Linked DNA regions of Gasterosteus aculeatus: region 1 is linked to region 2. A link is a contact called in public Hi-C data. All regions are on one chromosome and are shown on one strand. Each heading gives the region's core, a stretch centred on a gene start, on an enhancer-like site or on the middle of the called end of the contact. The rest is flanking DNA. Distances are from core to core; before and after follow the strand shown.

Region 1 (6,087 bases), core at 3,152-5,651, 42 kb before region 2:
CGGACAACACAATCCGGTACATGTTTCCCTTGTATATTGTTGAACTGTAAACTGTTTATGTAAAAGTTATCTAAAATGATTGAAAAGACTGGCGTTTCGAACGTTTTCTCAAATGATAATAAACGCAGCCAGAATAAGCCTGTACTCAAATGTTAGTTCCAAATAATATTACAGTGCGTCGCCCTGTGTGTCGACTGAGGCTTCTCTTTTCTCTAGGTTATGGGATATAGAGTGTGGGGCGTGTTTGCGAGTGCTGGAAGGTCACGAGGAGCTGGTGCGTTGCATTCGCTTTGACAATAAAAGGATTGTCAGCGGTGCCTACGACGGGTCAGTTACACACACACACACACAGAGACAAAATGTTGTTTCCAATGCTGTGTTGACTCTTATTTCTCTCTGCAGCAAGATCAAGGTGTGGGACCTGCAGGCAGCCCTGGACCCAAGAGCCCCAGCCAGCACATTATGTCTGCGCACTCTAGTGGTGAGTTCCTTATGATTAAGCCTGCGTCAACATGGCGGACTGACGGGGATCGTGCTCATTGGTCTTCAACTGCAGGTCCTCAAGCCCTGCTGCAATTGGTCTGTGTAGTCAGGCGATGAATAACATTGCATCGACGTTAAAGTATTTTGTTCTTGCACATTTATTAAATACGCCTATAAAGCTATAAAAAGTAGTCTGATATGTTAAAACATGTATTAATCACAATTGTCACAATAGTTGAATCCAAAAAATGTAATGTAATAAAGTCAGTGTAGTTTCCCCAAAAGTATGTATGATGTGATAAAAGCGGATTATACAATAGGCATTATACAACTTTTCAAAAGATGTGTAGCATGACAAAAGATTTACACAGTACTTTGTCATAATGCGGTCCTTTAGGTCATAATGCTGTATTTGTAAGTTCATGACATGGTGACTAATAAGAAATTAAAAGTCATTAGTAACATTTCATTCATTAAAAAAGAAGAAATAAAATAATTTCATAACACTATTATGATATTGATTAAACCGATCTTAACCGTATAGGATTCAAATATGAAAGCGTACCGTCTGAATATATTAATTTTTAATGTCTGTAAAATAGTCACTTTGTTTCTTAAAAGCTTTCTTTTATGATGATAATTAAAGAATAGATCAGTCATTTAAGTGTTTTGTTACAATCAGCTAAGACTGATTCTTTAATGTATCTTTTGTGTTCAGTTTTCGTATAAACCATTCAGGGAGTTTATTAGTGGTCTTGTTTAATTCTAATGCATCACAAAGCGATGCACGCTGCATCTTATTGTGAGTCCACAACCTTCCTGCGTGGACGGTTTGACATAATGTCCTCTTGTGTTTCCAGGAGCACTCTGGCCGCGTGTTTCGTCTCCAGTTTGATGAGTTTCAGATCATCAGCAGTTCTCACGACGATACCATCCTGATCTGGGACTTCCTGAACGTCTCGACTAATGGCCAGTCGGAGGGACGGTCTCCCTCCCGCACCTACACTTACATTTCTAGATAGCAGGTACAAAGATCCCACACGTTCACATTTAGCTTAAATAGCCACCGTCCATCACACACGAGTGTGTATGTGTGCATAGTTAGAGAATCCTGTTGATGCCTGCTGAGAAGACCCTGGTGTGATTGTAGACTCTGTACCCCCCCCCCCCCCTCCTTTACCCCTCCTCCGCCCTCCCAGGTGGCACCATCCACTGCACCCTTTCTCGGAGGAGCCCAGGGCTGATTGGCCGATGGCTGCGTCCGTCATGGAAAAGAGCCCGTCTCTTCTCCTTCCTCCTCGTCATCCCTCTGTCCACCTCCCACACTGACCCCCCCCCCCCCCCACCGCCACATCCACCTCCCTGCCCGTTCTGGCAGACCCTTGAGCTTGTGCCCATTGCCTGCCAGTGCTGTCACATGCGCACGCACGCACACACAAACACACACACACTGGTCAACACAAGGATTCCCTTCTACAGAACCCACTCAACTCTCCAAAGAAGTTCACCCTGTACTACTAATTTATGTTTTCTAAAGTACACTAATGACAGTATTAACTAGACCTTATAGAAGTCACAGGTTCCCCTTTTCTCCCCTTGATACAAACGTAAAGCAGCTTTTGCTCTATATATGTGTGTGTTTGTGTAATATATACATTGTGTTATATTACACACACACACACGCACTCATACAGTCGCACAGTTGGACAGAGGATGACTGGAGCTGTGGTGCAGGAGACAGAGACTCTTTACTCGGCTCTAGGAAAGGAGGGAAGGATGGGACACGGAGGGAGTGAAGGAGGGAGAAATGTGTTTGAATGACTTCCCTGCTCCCTCTCACTCCCTCACACTCCTCCCTGTATCTCTCTAACCCGCCCCCTCCTCCCCTCCAAAGCCCTAACCCCCCCCTCCCCCCCAGAGATGCACACTCGCTTGGAGTATGGGGGCACACACACTCTAGTTTGAGTGAGTGTGTGTTTGTGTATGTGGACTTGTGAAACGGCAGAACGAGCAGAAGCGTCAAGACAGACAGACATGCATGTGAGGTTGCCTTGGATACAGCATCCTGGTAGACCTTTGCTTTTTTTTCTCTCTAACTCTTACTTTCTTACTGTTTTTTTTTTTTTTTTATTACTGTTATTTTCTCATTTTATTTGCGTATTTTGGTTCTTAGTACAAAAATCATACTAAGCGTAGTCCTTTCTCTCTCTCTCTCTCTCTCTCCCCCCCTCCGACTGCCTTTTCCTCATTCTTTCTTCAAACTTCGACCTATGTTCATCTGTCCCTTTCACCCCCCCCCTCCCCCATCATCTACGTGCTTGCTTTGGTTATGAGAGAAGCTGGAACTCAAGAGCTCAAATTTAGCTGTAAACGGAGTTGTCTTGTCAAAAATTGTGTTGTATATTAAAAATGATTTTTTAAAGAAAATGACCTTATTGTGAATAAAGTACTTGACAGTGGTGGAGTGTTGAGCCAACTGTAACATGAATGAGTTTGATGTCTGTCCTTGTCTGTGTGCATGTGTGGGTGGATTTGTGCTGTGCTGCTCTGACATGTAGAGAACCTCTGATTAGGCCTTAAATTTGTTACTTTTGTACACACATAAGGGACTCTATGGTCATGTGTCCCTCTGGCAAAGAGTCATTGTAATGTGTTTGTTTTTTTTCCTGAATTTTCTCAAGAAATCGTTTCTCATCTCAGTCATCAAGGAGTTGTAGTTTGTATTCTGTTTTATATATATTTTTTTTAAAGGCGTATACTATAATGACAAACAATAAGTGAGTACAGTGTCAAACAATGTTTGTATAGTATGTTATGAAAAGGCTAGAGTACAGTACGTCGGAAAAGGTTCTGGTAGAGTATATTGTGTCGTAAAAAGGCATATTATATCATGTTGAATAACGTAATATTTTTTAAATGTTTCAACACGCAAAACTAAAGTTGTCCTACAGATTGACACGCATAGAGAAAATGAAATGGTAATATTGGTGTATGTCTAAAAGTCATATTTATTCAACAAATATCTGATCCATAGAATAGTGTCAGTCAAAAAGTCAGCATGTAATTGAACTACAGGCAAAAAAATGTATATATATTTTTTTATTAATAATATACTAAGTGAAGTGTAATCGTACAGCAGGTTGAAGACATCCTAAAAGTCACAAAAAAAAAACAAAGGCAGAAATGTAATAGTATAGTGGTACAATACTTTGACTAAAGTAATACTGTCAAAAGGCACAGGTGTGTCATCAAGTCAACCTACACACAGAAAATATTGGCAGCAAATCAAGTAGAGGTAGACAGTCCTACCAGTTTTAATGGGTGTTTTTATATCTATATATATACTGTAGACTCATACACCTTCCACCGGACCACCTGTCTGTACTGCATCTCCCCAGGAGAGCTTAGGGAAAGGAACCGTGCTTCTCACACAGAATCTTTCTTTTTTTAATCCTGAACATTTTTCCAATTCATAAATGTACATAAAGTAGCGCACAAATACCCATTCCCAATTCAATTAATTCAAAAGACAAGTCCGATACAATAATAAAATGTTGAATGTTGTAAGTTCAGTTTGTCCCAGGGGAGATTCTGTCTCTTATCCGATGTTCTCCTCCCAAATTCTGTGACAATAACTTTCACCAGCTCACCGCTGTCCGTGACAGTCTGCTGCATCACCACAGCACACCTGGTATTTCAGAGCCTAAAGCATGTGGTGCTGATGACGGTCTTCTTGATGTTGGACAGACATCTTCTCGTCCCACACGGCGTATATATCACAGGTTCATGATTCAGTGTCAGACCCGACCTCCTGCACGCGGAAACAGTCTGTGAACAGTTTCCCCGTCTGACCTGTGCTCGTCTCCCCGGCCCGGAGATCAGCTCCAGGTGTGTCGCCTCCTACATTCGATCCCGATGCTCTCCAGAGCAAGTGGGTGGAGCCCTCCTGCAGGAATGTAGATCCCTCCCACCACCATGCCTCTCGGCCTCTTACAACAACACGTATGAAATAGAATGAAGCTGTGCAGAAACCTTTTAGTAAAAGAAAGACAGAAAAGACATCAGCATTGATTTCAAAGTAGTGAGAGTTGCAGCTGACCTGTAGTGGAGTTTTTCCCAGAAGAATCGTGAATAGAAACTCTGTGAAGCCCTTTCTTGGTTTTAGTTTGGACTCTAGCAGTGGCCTTGGAAATCAGCAGCACCTGTCTAGGTGACCATATAGTGTATGCACTATTACGGTGGTCAAAAATCCTGCTCGTTTTTTTAAGTATTGCAGGCTGACTTTTTAACTGAATTAATGTAGCAATTGAAATTTGAAAAAAGTAATGTCATTAAAATGTAATATTTCTATTTCAAGATAATACAAAATGACATAGAAAAGTAATTATGTAGCTTGTGAAAATATTTCATAAAAATCCATAGTAAATTCAATGTTATAGTGAAGATATGATGTGACATTTAAAGTTTTATTTTTTCAAAAATGTGATAACATAAATAGTAAATAATATTGTGTCACAAAGAGAAGGAAAAAGTCGAATTAAATAGTACATATTTAATATATGAACGTATGTCATACTATGTCAAGTCAGAATGCTTTGATAAAGTCCAAGCATCGTGTCTTGGACACGATGGAGGGAAACGGTTTTCCCAAACTGTGTCAACTGTGTCTGACCACTGACCAGCAACCTAGAAGTACACATCAGCTTGTATTATCTGGTGGTTCAATTAGCTGTTAGCCACTAAACAAGAGAAAACTTTTTCTCCACTGTTTCTCTGGGCGCTGTCTAGAAACGAACACACACAAACCTGCCATCATACAAATATTGAGGCGGAGACAAAAAAATAGATAGAAAGTAATACAGAAAGTCATAGCATAGTTGGTGTGTATGTGTCCGTGGTGATTATGTCCTTCACATATCTCAATAACCATTAATCTGATCCAATCACTCTACACAGGACATGCATTGTCCAAATTGGGGTAGTCTAGTAAGATTGTGTTCCTGTAAGAACTTTGGTCAGTTAAAGATTGGTGCAGTTTTGTTCAATTCTACTAAACTTTGAATGGACAAGCGATCGTGTTCTGTGCAGCAAAGCAAACAGTGGTGCTTCTCTCAACGAAGACACACTTTCCAGCTGTGAACTGATGTGGTCGACACCCACCTCTTCAGGAGCCGCCATCGTTATGGAAGGACCGGTTGTCCTTCCGTGTCCTCTCGCACTCACCCAAGAAACCCTCCCGTGGCTTCCAGTTGCCCTTCAGAGGACTGGTTGATCCATGCACTGGCTTGCGGGTAACATACTTTTTTACTTTAAGCCTGATAAAACGGACTTTTGTAATGTATTCAATCTTTCCGTGATCTTGTGATATAGTGAGAAGCCGTCTGCAGCACGAGGCGAGTTTACAACCAGCTCCCATGGAGTCTACGGGCCATGAGCGGTTCTCAACAACGGTACAAGATGCACCTGCGGTGGCCCGGCCTTCGCCCTCGGAGCAGGAACTGCAGTAGATATAAATATATGAAGCTGCAAATGGAACAAAGTTGACCTCAACATTGCTCAACCGACTTAGTTGCCAAACATTAGCTTTTAGGCACGTTTTACCAA
Region 2 (5,784 bases), core at 136-2,635:
GATTCTTGTCAGAGAGGGGGGTCGGGGACACTTTCTTATCACCAGCGCAGAGTACTTATTTGTATAACATGTTATTCCACAATGACCCCTTAATTCGATATCATTCGAGGTTTTAAGGCTTTTAAAGAACATGCCGCACGAGGAAGTTGATTTATTTTTCTTTCTCTGTCATCTGGCACTTTCTTTGTTAGCAGCTGACACACTCTGTGTCGTCAGCCCCAAGAAGAGACTTTCACATTTCAAGCCACCGCTTTACATTAGGATGCCACTCGTGTCTGTCTACAGACCAACCCGAATACACAAAGACATCCTTCAGTTTTTCTCCCTCTCTCTCTCTGTGCTTTAGTGGTTGTCTAACTGACACGGATTAACAGAGAAAAGATTAGATCTGAACAAACATGTGCAGTACTCTAAAGAGACCCGAGCTTTCTTCTTTATCCAACGAAAACGTCACTGCTCAGTGGAGTGTTTGAAACTGTAAACAACTCACCATATGTGGTATTTATCTAATCCCAAATATAATACCTGATTAGATGATGATTAAGGCTTCATGAAAATGCTTTCATGTTGATTATGCGGATACATGTTCAGGCCTACTTAGGTGGATTAAAGTCGTGTATCACGCATTTGTATGAATTTCACCCCGCTCGGGGTTGTGAGTGTAATCACTTTTATGCTCAAACTGCCTTTAAATATTGATTGAATTCAGTATCCAACCCATCAAAGATTATTTTAGTGAAACCCAATTTTGCGCGTGATGGTTAATGAATGGGATTGTTTTGGTAGTGTGGGCATTTGTCTTCACTGGGCTCTCATTAATACGCATTGTGGAATCCCAGATGCCCACTGGCAGCGGCCAATGGCCCATTTGAGTGCAAAGAGGATGAACATCCAGGCCAGTGTTTTGTTTTCTGCATTGCAAACTGTTATAATTTAACCAAGAAACGTTGAAATGCTACTGTTTATTTGGTTCTGTCCAATGAGAGTTATAACGGAAGAAAGTAAAAATATTTTAGCTACAGCCATCTGCGGGCTTATGAGCACGACAAATCCTTGTCCATCCTCATCTGTTAAATGCAGCCCTAGAAAACGACACCCACAACACAATTTGTCCCTTTAATCCAAATCTTGCTCTGACGTCTGGTGTCAAATTTACGCCTTCTCGTCTCTTTAGTGGGTCAGAGGAACAGACACGAGGATGTGAAAGGGTTACGCGTCTACAGTAATTAGAGTCGCACTTCACGTCTGCGTCCTCCAATACGGAGCTGCGAGAAGTTACGTCCACCCCCTCCATTTCTCTCTTGCACACACACACACACACACACACACACACACACACACACACACACACACACACACACACACACACACACACATACACACACACGCTTCCCCACCACCTCCTCGGTGCGTCTAATACACTGGAAGAATCTGAGCGCAAGCCTCCACCGTTCACACATAACCGGTGTTGCGCGTGGAGCACAACACACACGGACCGAGAGAGAGAGAGAGAGAGAGAGAGAGAGAGAGAGAGAAAGAGAGGTGCCTTTACTCTCTTCTCCTCTCTCGTCCTGTTATTAACTTATCCGTTCGCATACATGTTAAAAACTAAGTTCTAAATAGACATTTATTTATTTTCTTTTGGAAAGGCTTTGTTTTTGTGTGTACTTTTTGTTAGCCCTTTAGTTGAAGGGCTTTATGAGGCAAACCATGTCTGGATGAGATGATTTTTACACAAGCTGCTGAAATGGATCACAGACTCTCCAGAGGCAGCTGGGTACCGGTGACTGGGCTGGTTGTGTGTTTGCTTCTATGTGCGTGCGTCGTGGACCTGGTCCTCGCACAAATTCGTTACTCCATCCCCGAAGAGCTGGACCACGGAGCTTTTGTGGGCAACATTGCCGAGGACCTGGGCTTGGATGTGGCTAAGTTGTCAGCACGTCGGTTCCGAATAGTCTCCGGCGCCAAGAGGCAGTATTTAGAAGTGAACTTGGAGAACGGCATTCTCTTCGTCAACGAAAAGATGGACAGAGAGGAGCTGTGCGAACGAAGCCCGAGCTGTTTTTTACATCTGCAAGTGGTAATTGAAAACCCATTAGAACTGTACAGAGTGGAAGTGGAGATTTTAGATGTGAACGACAACTCCCCCAGTTTCCCGTGGAGCGAGTTTAATCTCGACATCACGGAGTCGGCTGCGCCTGGCTCCTGTTTCCCGTTAGAGAGCGCACAGGACCAGGACGTGGGCACCAACTCACTGCGCTCCTACCAGCTGAGCGCAAACGAGCACTTTGTACTGAACATCCAGACGCGCAACGACGGAAGCAAGTTTGCTGAGCTCGTGCTGGACACTCCATTGGACCGGGAACAGCGGAAACGGCACGAAATGGTTCTGACTGCCTTTGACGGGGGGTCACCGGAACGCTCCGGCACAGCCCTCATAACCGTTACAGTGTTGGACGCCAACGATAACGTGCCCGTATTTGACCGCTCGGTTTACCGGGCGAGTTTGGTGGAGAACGCACCGAGGGGGACGTTAGTGCTGAAGCTGAACGCCACGGACCTGGATGAGGGCTCCAATGGAGAGGTGACCTACGCGTTTAGTGGACACGCACCCCTCAAGGTGCGCGAGCTGTTCAACGTGGACCCGTACACGGGTGAAATCCGAGTGAAGGGCATTGTGGACTACGAGAAAGCCAGTGTGTATGAACTCTATGTGCAAGCGAAAGACAGGGGACCCTCGGCTGTGGCTGTGCACAGTAAAGTCCTCGTAGACATCCTGGATGTGAACGACAACGCGCCCGAAGTCATCCTCACATCAGTCTCCACTCCTGTTCAGGAGGACGCGCCACCGGGCACGGTGATAGCTGTCATCAGCGTTATGGACCGAGACTCGGGAGAGAACGGCAACGTCGACTGCCAAATTCCGAGTAACGTCCCCTTTCAACTCCATTCATCCTTTAAGAACTATTATACTCTAGTGACAAGCGAGTTTCTGGACAGGGAAGCGGTGTCTGAGTACAACATCACACTAACAGCCCGAGACTTGGGCTCTCCTTCGCTCTCCACCAGGAAAACCATCCTCGTTCAAGTGTCTGACATTAACGACAACCCCCCACGGTTCGCTCAACCTTCATACACAGTTTACGTTACTGAGAATAATGCCCCGGGCGCTTCCATTGGCTCCGTAACTGCATTCGACCCCGATTCCAACCAGAACGCCTATCTGTCCTACTCTATTGTCGAGGGTCAGATTCAGGGCATGCCCGTGTCCACTTATGTCTCAATCAACTCTGACAACGGCAATATCTATGCACTGCGCTCTTTTGATTATGAGCAACTTAGAAACTTTATGATCCTGGTGCAGGCGCGCGACGCTGGTTTCCCCCCTCTCGCCAGTAATATCACAGTCAACGTATTTGTCTTGGACCAGAACGACAACGCACCCGTTATAGTGTCCCCGCTTCCCAAAAACGGCACCGTGGCCACAGAGGTGGTTCCGCGGTTAGTGGACGCCGGGTATCTGGTTACTAAAATAACCGCGCTAGACGCGGATGCAGGGCAAAACTCCCGGCTCTCCTATCAGGTGTTGCAGGCTACAGACCCGGGGCTGTTCAGCGTGGCTCTGTACACGGGCGAAATCCGGACCATCCGCCGACTCGTGGAAAAAGACGCAACGAGGCAAAGGCTGGTCATTCTGGTCAAGGACAACGGACAGCCGCCGCTCTCCGCCACCGTCTCCATTGTCCTCACAGTGGTCGACAGCGTGCCCGAGTCCCTGTCAGATTTCGGAGATCTCACGCTCAGCCCACAGCCCCCCTCAAACGTCGCTCTCTACTTGATCGTGTCACTGAGCACAATATCTTTAATATTCCTCGTGGCTATAATTGTGCTTGCTGCAATCAAGTGCTACAAGGACCGGGAGACCCACAGCGGGTACAACCTCCCCCCCTTCGCCTGCTGCTGTTGCGGAGGGTTTCAGCCAGATCCGCCTCCAGAAGTGTTCAAAAAATCTAACCTCAACCTGCAGATTTCATCCGCGGCTAAAGTGCCCACGAACTGTATGGAGGTAAATGGAAACAGCAGTCTCTCCCAGTCATATTGTTATAAAGTGTGCCTGACACCCGAATCTGCCAAAAGTGACTTCATGTTTCTGAAGCCGTGCAGCCCCGGCAGCACGCCGAGGAACAACGAGGCGAAGAGCGCAGAAAACTCGTGGAACGCGCAAAGCCGGAGCGCATCTGTGAACAATGGAGCAACTACTCCAAACGAGGTAGAGTGAAAACACCGTATTGTATCAGACGCAAGAGCTCGTGTTATTAGAAGCCTCTGAGTGACCCCTGCCACAACAAAAAAAACAACAACTCAGTTTTCCATCGGATAACATGTGACATTCGCCCATGAAGGTCAAATCACACATTTGAAGTAAAATGAAGCAAACAAGAGATGCTTTCATAGCATTCATTTTCTTCTTAAAGAAGCATGTCTCAAATGTTTTTATATATGGCAATAATATTACCCAAGTGTGCAGTCAGAGGTAATGTTTTACACCCGGGAAATGACATGAGACGACGTGAGATTGCATTACAATTGACATGCATGGTAATGAGAGGAGCGTATTCTGTGCACGCACCGTGTCTTATCATCTCAGAACGGGAGTAGATATCAATTAGAGGTAGAAGAGATGTAGTTCAAGTTGAATCCTCTTCAGCACGGTACGTACGAATTACACGTGGTAAAAATATTGTATAACAACTCATTAACTTAATTATAAAGTTTGTGACCTGGGATATGAATAGTTCACCCAGTGCACTTCCCCAGAAAGGGAACACACGCCTGCCACCACTGCCCGTCTGAACAAAAAGTCAAGGTTATATAACGGGCAAGGTGAATGGCAGATGCATCTGTCTAGAGTTCAGACTGTTCTTTTTCGGCCATTCGTGTGAGTGTGGCACGCCTTCTTGTCCTCAAACTAACAAAATAGGACAGATAACCTCACTAACTATGCCTCAAGGGCACACGCACGACCATTATACTACACACAATGTGGCGTACGCCTATTCACGGGGGGGCGGGGGTGGGGGTGGGGGGGCTGTCCATTATTGATGAAAAATGGCAAATGGACGGTTTTAGGGAGACAGGGGAGGACATCCAGAGGGGAGGGGGCAAGGGCATGGCTGGACTGAGACGTGGGACGCCTGTAGATTGGCCCCGGTGTTGTCTTCTGAATGAGAGAGAAAGAGAGAGAGGGGGGGGGGGGGCTTCATGTTTGTCGAGGAAGGTACAGGGAGACGAGGCGAAAGGGAATTTACAGAGGCAGGACGTCTTGTGTTTTCTAATTCTAATAGACGGGGCGACTGGCCAATATGAGTGTACGCTCATTGTCGCCTCCGTGTTTTCATCACAACGCAGAAGGACAAAAACTGGGAGCCATGCAACCAGGCTCCATCAGGAAAATTGAAAAATGTTAGTTCGGGCACCAGCACATGCACCTCTGGCCATAATATGGATTTTGAGGTCACGGTGCCCGTATGCTCCGTCGGGAGAAAGTGTCCTTCCTGTCGTTAATTGGCTCCCCCAATTCACCTTCCGTCTGTCCTTCGGCGTACCCAGATGAGACGTCGTGACGTTTTCATTGACACATTTAACCTCAAAGACAAATCTTAATTAAACAGTTTGAGCAGTGCACAAAGACAGTACATACACCTGCTAAGATTGATTAATTCAAGGTGAAAATAGAGATTAAACAAACATGCAAACGTTAGAGGCAGTCGGACAGATGCGTGT

What was found. Hi-C and Micro-C count contacts between places; a contact is called where the count stands out from the background.
Region 1: a contact with region 2 is called in a Hi-C map of whole body, with 4 times the contacts expected there. The contact joins the enhancer-like site here to the promoter of LOC120818116 in region 2. A contact is called at or near these places in 4 of 6 Hi-C or Micro-C datasets (liver, skeletal muscle, tail fin and 1 more).

Annotation. Positions count from the first base shown.
Region 1 is chr4:10,396,230-10,402,316 of fGasAcu3.hap1.1, reverse strand. fbxw11a (F-box and WD repeat domain containing 11a) reads left to right here. Exons shown (of 13, transcript XM_078101307.1): 9 at 1-16; 10 at 217-327; 11 at 403-481; 12 at 1,344-1,508; 13 at 1,683-2,971. The coding sequence ends at 1,505. Among protein-coding and RNA genes, the nearest start is that of fbxw11a, 13 kb to the left of the region's middle. Within about 2 kb of position 4,401, at least 2 of the 9 cell types and tissues checked have open chromatin away from gene starts, as enhancers often do.
Region 2 is chr4:10,351,608-10,357,391 of fGasAcu3.hap1.1, reverse strand. It overlaps LOC120818116 (protocadherin-10), which reads left to right and starts at 1,385. Exons shown (of 5, transcript XM_040174897.2): 1 at 1,385-4,066; 2 at 4,157-4,270. The coding sequence starts at 1,724.